Regions from separate parts of the Mus musculus genome. Here region 1 is linked to region 2. Evidence: chromatin contacts called from public HiCAR-type data. All regions are on one chromosome and are shown on one strand. The core of a region is the stretch at or near the end of the contact, and the rest is flanking DNA. Distances in the headings are between cores, read along the strand shown.

Region 1 (5,302 bases), core at 746-3,245, 2.2 Mb before region 2:
CTCATTTCATTTCCCCATTTGCACTCTGTGTCTACCAGCTAGTGGCTTCAGAGGAGTAATGAATTTGGAGATTTCTGACTGCTATGGATCCGAATCTAAATGAAAGAAAATGCTTGTGGACCAGGGGTTGGAGACCCATACGTAAAACACTCTCAAATCCACTGGTAATGATTTTGAACTCTCTTCACTCGAAGATGAAGAAAGTCAAGATACTTTTATAAACAGGACCAAACATCAAATGGCTACTGGGAATAGAAATTTGGATGATCTCCAAGTGGTATAATTTGATAATGACTGTGCAAATATTGTCTATACACACTTGATTTGGCAGATCTAATCTGAGAATTTGTTTTTTCCAAGTAGGCTTGTATGCATGTGGCTCCCACAGAGCAATAGAAGATGGTGGGATAGACCATGGCCTGGTTAGTACATGGTGACATATTGCACAGCTGACACTTGAAGTGACGATTGGGAAAGCTAAAGAAACAGCCTATAAATGGATAAAGTTGCTTTTAACCATTCATCAGCTCCCAAGGATGAAGGGCAGAGCTGCACGCCTGGCATATGAGACTGAAACTGCGAAGGACTCACACATGCCATCCCTATTTGTCCAGACATGTCAACTGTTTTCAGGTGGGATCTAGGTCTGAATTCCAGCTGAATCCAGGTAGAAGTGATACCTACTCCTTCCATGTGGCTCCTACATCTTTGCTAACCTCTCTTTTCCCTTTCTCCCCTAGTCCCTACATTGTAACCTCCCTACCCACCTTGCTTTCCATCTCTACACTGCTGAACTCCCATCTGCTTCTCTATAGCTGCAAAACGAGGCCAACAGAAAAGTCACTGAATAAAAGCATCAACAGCCCAACATATACTTTGAATCTTTTAAATGCCGAGTCATATGGCTGTCTCACTTACTCAAATAATACAGTGTTTTATTCTCCCCACCATCACCCCCCCCCCCTTTTAAAAAGGTAAGTCCCTTGAGATTAGTTTGCAGAGACATCGAAGTTGAGCTGTGTAAAAGGAAAACATTGTCGGGTTGCAGTTACTAAAGCCAGCTCAAGGGACGGTTGGTGCTAAAGGAGGTGGCTCTGACAGAATGAGACAGACAGCACTTCACTCAACAAGGATTTGCTTAAAATAAACTGGGCAGATGGCAGAGAGGATTAGTGGGGCTTAAGGTTGAAATAGAGAGGTAAAAATGAAAGAAAAAAAGAAGAGACCTATGTTTTTACACCTGGTTGAGTGACAGCCAGTGTGGCTGTGAAGCGGCTGACTCGGTGGGGGTGGGAAGGTCAGGACCCCTCAGGCCTCCTGGGCCCTGGCTCACTGAGCCCGGCTGTCTGCAACACTTGGAGTTGTGTACTTGATGGAAAGGTCAGAGCCAAGGAGAAACACTCCAGAATCATCCGTGCAGCAGGGTCTCTGGGGAGTAAGTGTCATGGGAAAAACGGGTAGAGGACAAGGCTGGGATGGGGCTTAAGGCGGGGGCTATGGGGGTGGGGGGAGACAGTGAGAGAGAGAGAGAGACAGAGACTGACAGACAGAGGGAGGAAACAGGTAGAGGACAAGGCTGGGATAGGGGTTAGTAGGGGACAGGAGACGGTAAGAGAGAGAGAGACAGAGACTGACAGAAATACAGAGACAGAATGAGAGAGAGACAGACAGACAGGGAGAGATGAACAGAGACAGACAGAGACTGACAGAGACAGAGAAGAGAGAGACAGAAGGAAACATAGAGGGACAGTCAGAGAAAAAGACTGACTGAAACACAGAGACAGAGATACAGGCCGAAGGAAAGATAGCTAGAGGGAGAGACAGACAGACACAGAAACACAGAGACAGAGATGACTGAGAGGCAGACAAAGAGCTCAGCTGCAGAAGAGCCCAATAAAGAATTACAGAACGTTGCTGCTGCTGGATGCAGGTGCCAGCATCAGTGACAGATGCACAGGGAGGCTGGAGCTTTGTGTACATAACCTTGTTCTCAGAATAATTTCTGAGCACCACATCTGGGACACATTTTTCCCAGTTAGTCACCGTCTATGTGAAATTCAATCACTTCAGACAGGGACAAGAATGCAAACCTCCAAAATGAGCTGTGTTTTGCTTATGACTGATCTCTCGAGATCTCCCGAGATGGGCTGGGAAGGGACCAACCTGCCCCACCCTACCCAGATGCTGGTTCCTGGAGCAGCAGCCATGGTTTGGAGGCACTGCTGATCCTTTTCGTTTGCCTTCAGTGGAGAAGTGGGGACAGGGGTTATAGAAGAAGTATGTGCTGAGAAAGCAGGCACAGTGGGCTCCAGGCCCCTCTCTCCTGGGAGTGGGTGTCTTTAGGGACCTGGCAAGTAGGGACTAGATATAAAGGAGGGGTGAAGGGGAGGAAAATAAAGGGACAAAGATGGCAAGCAGGAAAGAGGGAGAAAAATGGAGGCTGAACAGGGGAGTGAAGCAAAGTTAAGAGATTGACAGAGCTTCAGGAGAAAATTAAGTGGTCCAGGCATTGGAGCACGTCAGTGATAACGACTGCCTTTCAATCGGGACATCTCGACTGTGGCTTGGCCACACTAAGGGATGATTATTCATGCAGAAAACACTCTTACGTTTCTTCAGATTTTTATGCAGAGCCCTTAAATCTTAAATGTATTGGTCACTTGTCAGAGTAAGGAGGTGCTTTACATACAGAACGGTCAGAGGCAGGCATTTTTAGAGGAGCTACATCATTTTATGGGAGGCAATGGGAGTGGGAGTTTACCCTGTGCCTGCTCATCTCCTGCCAGGGTTCAGCTTCCCTTCCTACCCTAGATCAGCTTCCCTTCCTGCCTGAGCAGCTTGCCTTCACATGTACTACACTCTGTAAGGCTGTCTTAGGCTTTTATTGAGTGTAAAACCTGGGGCAGCCAAGGCATACATGTCAAGTCCTGATCACTTGGGGGCAGCACAGGGCTGGAAAATCCTAAGCTACAACCATTCTTTATTTTATTTCTGGTCTTAATTCTTCTTCAGGATTCTTTTTATGGGGATGGTGATCTTTTAGATAGGGCTATGCAGTCCTGGGGAATTTGGTATTTGCTATGTAAGCCAGGTTGATCTCAAATTTGTAGCAATCCACCTATGTCAAACTACTAAGTGCTGGCAGGCATGTAACCCACCCAGCTTACATCTGGAAAATGTAAGTGATGTGTGTTTGGTTGAAGTCCATCTTCATCTCAACCAGGAAGCAAGTCAGACAGGACAGTCAGTGTCCTCCCCTTCTCGGACACATTCTTTCATTTTGAAATATGTTTTAGTAAACAATTATCAGTAGCGTGCATTGTCTACATTGTAGGAATTCAGTAAAGATCCATTTGAATCCCAGTGTCTACTTTTGAAATCAATTTTGACATCAATTATCCATATTAATGAGCATGTGGATCTTGGCTAGTGTTGAAACTGTCTTGGAACATCCTATTGGATGACTGGATCAGGATCTGGGAATTTTGTTCTCTGATAGTTGGGTTGATTTCTATCTTCCACCAACACAAAATACTGAGGTAGAAATCCTTGTGCTTAAGCCTTTGTGCAGTCTTAAAAGCCTTTCTAGAAGTGGACTGCTAAACAGTAAATGACACAGACTATCTCTACAGATGCTGCTATGGCCACACCCACTTATACTTACACAGGGGATTCTTAGATTATTTTCTTATATTCTAGCCAACACTTTGTATTGATAATTTCCTAATTTGTTGGCAATCTGATTGATACTAAACATCGCATCATTAGCTTTGTTTCCTATTACTAATGAAATAAGTATATTTATTTTGCTTGCTGGCCTTTGATCATATCTTTTACGGGACATTCCTGGTCATCCAGTTTAGTTTTCCTTATTGACTTGTTAATTCCCAGAATCAGGTTACAATTCTGTTTTGTATCTTATATTTCAAATACATTCTTCTAGTTCTATTATCCCCTTCAATGGTTTGTGTTTTTAACATTGTTGACAGTCTCATAACTATAATGTGAAATTTGTGCATTTTTTATATTATTTGAGTTATAGTGATTGTTTTATTTTTTCCATATTGCAACTATATTTTCTCCTCAATTTCACCGTTTTTGTATTTTTATTGTACAATTAGTACTTTGATTCATATGAAATATGTATGTTATTGATATGAAATAGGTACTCACTCATTTTCTTTCTGCAATTGTCCCAGGGAAGGACCTGGTTTTAAGTAGTTCATCCTTTCCCCCAATGATTACTGTTGGCTTTGTGGCTACTGCCTAATGCTTTTCCAAAGATACAGGAGGCATTTATTTCAATAAATATTTTATGCCTGCTATCAGAAAGATGGCCCACTTAGTGCTTCAGAATGTAGGGAAAGTTTTAAAGAGATGCTCTTCACTAAAATGTCCCTCATATGAGTGACAGTTTAAAAGGAACACAAATATCAAACACAAGTCTCTTCCACTACACTGGAGTTTTTAAATATCTGAGAAAAGGTGTAAAATTAAGTAAAAATAGGAAGGTGCAAAGTTTTAGAGTCTGCCTAAACTCCCTATAAATATACATATAGTAATATAGTCCAGATATCTAGACATTTCCATGGTGGTTTATAATTGTAGAATTATTTGGATTTTTTCCTTTCAAAATTTTTCAGTCTATCCAAAATGGACATTTTATGATATTATCAGGAAGTTTTAGCAAAAATGTAATAAAATTTGTATCACAAATAAATAATAAAAATTATACACATTACAATCAAACTAGAACAGCAAAGAAGAGGTTAGATAGATAGATAGATAGATAGATATCAGTTCATCATAATAATTAGCAAATATGACAAATTATGTTTCCAAGATTTTTGTTGTTGTTGTTTTTGAGACAGGGTTTCTCTGTATAGCCCTGGCTGTCCTGGAACTCACTTTGTAGATCAAGCTGGCCTCGAATTCAGAAATCCACCTGCTTCTGCCTCCCGAGTGCTAGGATTAAAGGCGTGCGCCACCACACCTGGCTAAGATGTTATCTTTTTATTTTCGAACTTCCTTTACATGTAGAAACTCAGTTTTTCCTCCTGCAGTATGTTGCTCCACCTCCAGTAAATTGCCACTGTCATGGTATGTCACTGTGGGGATGGGGCTTTGAGGTTTCATAAATGTCTGAGCTCTGCCCAGTGTGCAATCTAGTCTCATTCAGCTGCCTTTGGATCAAGATATAGGACTCTCGGCTCCAGCACCACATCTGCCTGCATGCTACCATGCTTCCTGTTATGATGATGATAATAGACTAAACCTCTGAAACTGTAAGCCTTCCACAATT
Region 2 (5,350 bases), core at 502-3,001:
AGCTGGGCGCCACTGCCATCTAGTAGGTAGAGGTCAAGGAAAAAGCTAGACTTGCAATTCCTACAAAGGGGGTATGGCTCAAATTATCAAGAGGGCCCATTCCTTTTATGTGGGAGAGTGAGCACACACTGGTGGGGGGGGGGTTGCATGTGAAGGCATGAAGACAGTCTCAGGAGTCATCCCTCGGGTACCAGCCACCACCTCTTTTTGACACAGGATCTCATTAGCCAAGCAAGCTTTGCCAAGCAGGCTACACTAGGTAGCCAGTCAGCTCCAGGGATCTGCCTACAGTCTATTTCATCCTCAATGGGGTTATAAGCACAGGCCACCAGGCCTAGCTATTAAGTAGACCCTGGGGATCCAGAACTCAGGTCCTCACACTTTTGGTACAAGTACTTTACTAACTGAGCCATCTCCCCAGCTCTGAATATTCTTTTTACTGACCAGCTGGAACACATTGACAAATAATGGGGGGGGGGGGGGTTGTCACAGGTGATCTGCACTCTTGAAAGCCCACTCATCTAGACAACTTAGACCTGAAAGATTATTTATGTAGTAATATCCATGTAGTAATTTCCAGTTATACTACTTCAGGGATAAAACTTACCACAGCTGATAATAAATCTGACCAAATAACCAAACAATGCATCTTTTGCATCTATTAGCTTACCACAGAACATGTGAAACCATCTATCTGTGTGTGTAACCAGAATGGCTACTCCTCACTTGGCTCCATTAATGCAGAAACATTTCCAACATTTAGCTCATAACTGAACTCTGGGCCCACCTACCACCACAGAAACCATGTCTCAGATATTAACCATAGGCTTTATATGAAAAACATTCGTATCTCAAATCCCCTGCCTTAGATATTACAATCCCTTAAAATTTAACATCCAATTCCATGAAATGTAAAAGCTTGCACAGGGAAGTTTTTGTTGTTTTTTTTGTTTGTTTGGGTTTTTTGTTTTGTTTTGTTTTGTTTGTTTGTTTGTTTTTAACCTCAAATTTAAAGGTAGCAGCCTGGCATGGATATACTCTGTAAACAAGTGAGAAGTCGCATCGAGGTGGCATAAAATAGACAGAAGCTGAAGCCAAACTCTAAAATTAGCAAATCCTGGCGGTTATTTTTACTTATCAATAAAAGCTTTTGGTGTTTTAACAAAGACCGTTTTCAGAGTAAAGTCTTATATTCTGTCTCTATTCTCATTTATCTGTGTGATTTTTCTAGTACTATGCTGAAAGAAATACCTTTGATATGAGATAAAAGTTACTTCAAAATCAGAATACTCATACAGGTTCAGATTTCCCTGTGACTGCAGCCAACAAAGCGAGCACTGTTCCACAGAACCAGGTGCTTCTGAGTCCTTAAGTTTCACCTATTGCGCCATGAGAAAGACAAAAACCGATGGTTACAGGGTCCAACTGGACTTGTGCCAAGTGTTACCCTCTGAATTGGAATTCCAAGGTAGAAATGTTTGCTCCTCGCCTTAGTTTCCAGAGGAAAAGAATCTAATTAGTTACTATAGAATGCAAAATTAGCGCATCCACCCACTCATCACCAGAGTGCATCGGGTCATTTAAACGCAAGGCTCAGTTCCAGGGAGCTGAGCCCAGGGCCCAGAAGTAGAAAGGACCAAAGAACTCCCCTGCGCGATACAGCAGCGCTGCAAGTCCCGTTGAGACAAATAGGCGGCGGGGCTCTCCTCTGGCTGAACCCAGAAAGTTTTGTTCACACGAACTTGCCTCCAACTACTAGCTTTAGCTCAGCTTCCGAACACCGGCCAGGGCCAGGGCTCAGGGACGCCCCAAAGTGTAACGGAAGGAGGAGTGGGTGGGAGCACACTGGGTCCGATCGTAGCCGGGTCCCGAGCGCTGCGTGTAGACAGAGGCAGGATGGCAAGCTGCTTCCCGGGGCGCAGGAAAGGAGGTCCCTGCCAATCTCAAAGCAGGGAGCCCCGCGGCTAGGTCCCGCAGGGATGGAGCAAGCAAAGAGGAAACATGCCCAGTTCTCTCTAGACCGCCGGTGGAAACCAGCAAGCAGAGCTCACCTGCAGGGATGCGCCCGGGCGTCTCCTCCGCCACGCCCAGGCCGGCCGCCCAGGAGAGCAGGGCGAGCATGGGCATCAGCCGCCCCGGCCTCGCTCCGCGGTCCCCCATCCGCCCCTGAACCCGGGAGCCGAAGGCCTGTGGCGAGGACTTCTCGCGAGACGCTGAGACCCCGAAGAGCGCAGGACCAGACGTGAGCCCGGGGCTGGAGCGGAGGGCGGACTGGGAGGACTGCGTGGGTACCGAAGAGCACGGAGAGGATTGAGCGGACTTCGGCGGAGTCCGAGCGCAAGGAGCGGACGACGGAACCGGAGGCGCCCGCGGCGCGGGCTTAAGAGCAGCCAAGGAGGGCGGGGCCAGGGCCGGGGGCGGGGCGCTGCTCCGGGACCCCGCGTCCCGGGCTATCCCGGCTGCACCCCCACCCTCCGAGTCGCCTACGCCTACGTGCACCGCCTCACGCCGGGGCTCCAGGGAGCTTGCTTGTGGAACGTGCGCCCCTCTGCTCTCCCGGGGTTCCAGAAGCTTCCTCGGCACGCCCTGGCTAGACCTTCTTTCTCTACTGAACCCGGCGCTCCCGGAGGTGAGTGGTGACTGCGAGGGCTTCAGTCTGCTTGGCTGAGTAGGCGCTTGTCACACTCCCAGCTGTTCCTTCTGAACTTCGCCATCACCGTGTCAAGGAAGGCCATGCTTTGATTTTAGTCTGTAAACAGAAACTTTTCATTGTCCGGTGAACATCTCTGCCGCTGCTGGTGCCAGGAGAGCCATAGACTCTTTCCAGTAATGAAGCTTGTAAACCCGACGGAGTCCAAGCCCAGCTTGGGCAACCTGAGGCTGTGCTTTAACAAGATCGCCCTGCCAGGCACATGGAAAATTACTTCCGAAGATGTAGAGGAGCCATTCCTGGTCTCCTGGGAGCTACCTCCACTGCTTTGGGTTTTGATTAGTATGTCTATGCAAAGTCATTTGTCCTCTGGTTTTTACACTTTTAGTCCCAGGATTTAAACTGAGTTGTGCAGGGGTGAAAGTTTTGACAACTTTGTCTCACACACTCCGTGTATGCTTAAAAATGAAGAAAGAATCAAATTGACCGCGTTCAAGAAGCTCGTAGTTAAATCTTCCTGCAATGGGAGGAGAAAGGAAATACTCGTTCTAAGTCTGATTTTTTAAAGTTAAAATTACTCAAAGTTTATGATCACAGGTTTTGTAAAATTGGCATAAATTCAAGAGGAATACTAGCTAGCAGATTGAAAGCAGGTGGGAAAATGTGTAAATATTAGGAGTGTGACATTTAAAGGAAAAAATAATCATGAGACTGAGCCAGTCCTTGCTGTTTTGAAGGTCTTGGTGTGTCTGTCCTCCTCCCTCTTTTTAATAAAGGAAAATTGGGGAAACTTCAGACATGAGTAGAAATAGTCAAAGAAATGGAAACTGTGATTGCAGAAGAATGGAGTAAGGAAGAATGAAGTGAAACTTTTTTTTCTCTGAAGAGGGTCAGCTAAGAAGTGGATTCTTTTACAGTGTGGGTGGCAGGTGCAGCGTCATGAATCCAAGCAGGGGCAAGTAGAATCAGCCCTCAGAAGAAGGGCTGGTCATTTGGCTAAATATGTTTCCAGAAATCCAGACTTGGGCCTGCCAAGTTCCTTGAACTTGATTTCTTGCTTCCCCGAACCTCTGGAGTCTTCAACTTGCCTGGCTAGTGATGGAATTTCCATGTATGCTTAGCTGTAGAGCCTACCAGTAATTATTGGTTACCATGACAGTCTGTTGAGTCTCAAAGGCAGAACTTAAGAGCCTCTATAAAGCAATAGTCTCTGAGACTTTCAAAATAGCCAGACGCTTCAGTAACAACCTGAAACCAAATCCTTCCAGCCCTCTCGGGTTTCCAGCCCTCCTGTAGGCTGGAGTTGTCTACTCCACAAATATCTACTTCCCATGGCAAACACTCAGCTTCTTTAGCTCATCAAATCCAGATCTTACACCTAGTTTCTTTATCTTCATTAATGATCCTCTTACTTACATGGCTCCAGATTTTTGTCAATCTCTGCTCTCACTAGCACCAACCTAGAGGACTGTTATATTTTTCTTCACATTTTCTCTGCCTTCTTCCATTCATTCTTTCCTGCTTAAGTAACATACCTCTTGATGCCCTGGTTCAAGCTTTTTATCACTGGCCAACTTTCCTGTGGCTGCTTCCTGTACCCAAACTGTGGAACTCTGTATTATGGCTTGACCCATCATACTCATGATTTTTGTTTTCATCCCTAAACACAAAGATTCCACAGAACCGGAAACAATCCTAACCCATTTGCCTACAATTCAAATTATTTCACTAAAATATAAGCCACCTCATTCTGTATCCTACACTTGATTGGTTTGGCATACTTTGTCTCTCACCACAAGATGAATGTTTTGTTTTTATTCTCCAAAATCTGTATAGCACTCTCTTCTCCTTTCCTCTACTCTACACCTGATTTGGCTTCTTGCCATGCCTTCTCAAAAGAGTTTCAGAATCAAGCGGTTCCTGCCAAGAAACAAAAGCAAAATTGTCCTCTTCCCCAGTGAATCTGGATGAAAACAGGTAACAAAATCAGGTACAGCTCTTAGAGAAGACACTGGAGGAGAACAAAGCTGGGTCTATAACAACTCACACAATGGCAAGACTGAAGGTTTATACTGAACCATGGCCATCGATCAGTCCTATCAGATGGAGTTCAACATTTAACCTGGAGACTTGCTCATGTCTAAATTGGGGGTGCAGTTTGTCCAGTAATAATATATATATAACCTCTAAAGAAAAAGAAAGTTTGTATAGCAATCATTGTCATCATTTGGGTTCCTCCCAAATGTCAGCCTTGGTTACAGGAAGAGTGTTCAGAAAAAACTGAGTAGGTGAGGTTGAAGAAAGTCCAAAAAAGACAACCAGAAGTCCATTCATTTTGTAATGTAACCCAGTACATAGGGCCTTTAGTCCACAGACCAGATGCATAATTTACCCCTCATAGATAGCATAGTCAAGGTGCAAGATATCTGCACTATCTTTATTCTCAACTCCAACATTCCTTGACGGAAGGGCCATGAAACTCTGCCTGTTTTCCACACATTCCCAGCATGCTGTGCTCAGAGACACAGCAACCTGCTAATGATTGTGTAACTCTGGACTACAGGAAGTTAGGTTGGCATGCTCAGAAATGGTAAGATCAGAGGAGAAAACAGGAATAAGCCTGCATTTGCAAGTTCATGTTATCTTTCTGTATAAAGACTTCTAACAAACAACACACCCCTCCTTCATTGAACCAACCAG

Evidence for each region. HiCAR-type assays count read pairs that join an accessible place to other places.
Region 1: a HiCAR-type map of fibro-adipogenic progenitors shows a contact between it and region 2, with 5 times the contacts expected there. The contact joins the enhancer-like site here to the promoter of B430319G15Rik in region 2. A contact is called at or near these places in 5 of 39 promoter capture datasets (the 3T3-L1 cell line, the C10 cell line, cranial neural crest and 2 more) and 3 of 115 datasets of contacts at active chromatin or transcription factors (embryonic forebrain, embryonic limb bud and fibro-adipogenic progenitors).

Annotation. Positions count from the first base shown.
Region 1 is chr9:94,698,289-94,703,590 of GRCm38.p6, reverse strand. All of the region lies in intron 2 of Slc9a9 (solute carrier family 9 (sodium/hydrogen exchanger), member 9), which reads right to left. Among named protein-coding and RNA genes, the nearest start is that of Slc9a9, 31 kb to the right of the region's middle. Within about 2 kb of position 1,995, at least 56 of the 459 cell types and tissues checked have an H3K27ac peak or open chromatin away from gene starts, as enhancers often do. A contact at or near this core is called in fibro-adipogenic progenitors, where this site is marked.
Region 2 is chr9:92,539,270-92,544,619 of GRCm38.p6, reverse strand. It overlaps B430319G15Rik (RIKEN cDNA B430319G15 gene), which reads left to right and starts at 1,751. Exons shown (of 1, transcript NR_029474.1): 1 at 1,751-5,350. Plod2 (procollagen lysine, 2-oxoglutarate 5-dioxygenase 2) reads right to left here and starts at 2,397. Exons shown (of 19, transcript NM_011961.3): 1 at 2,052-2,397. The coding sequence starts at 2,160.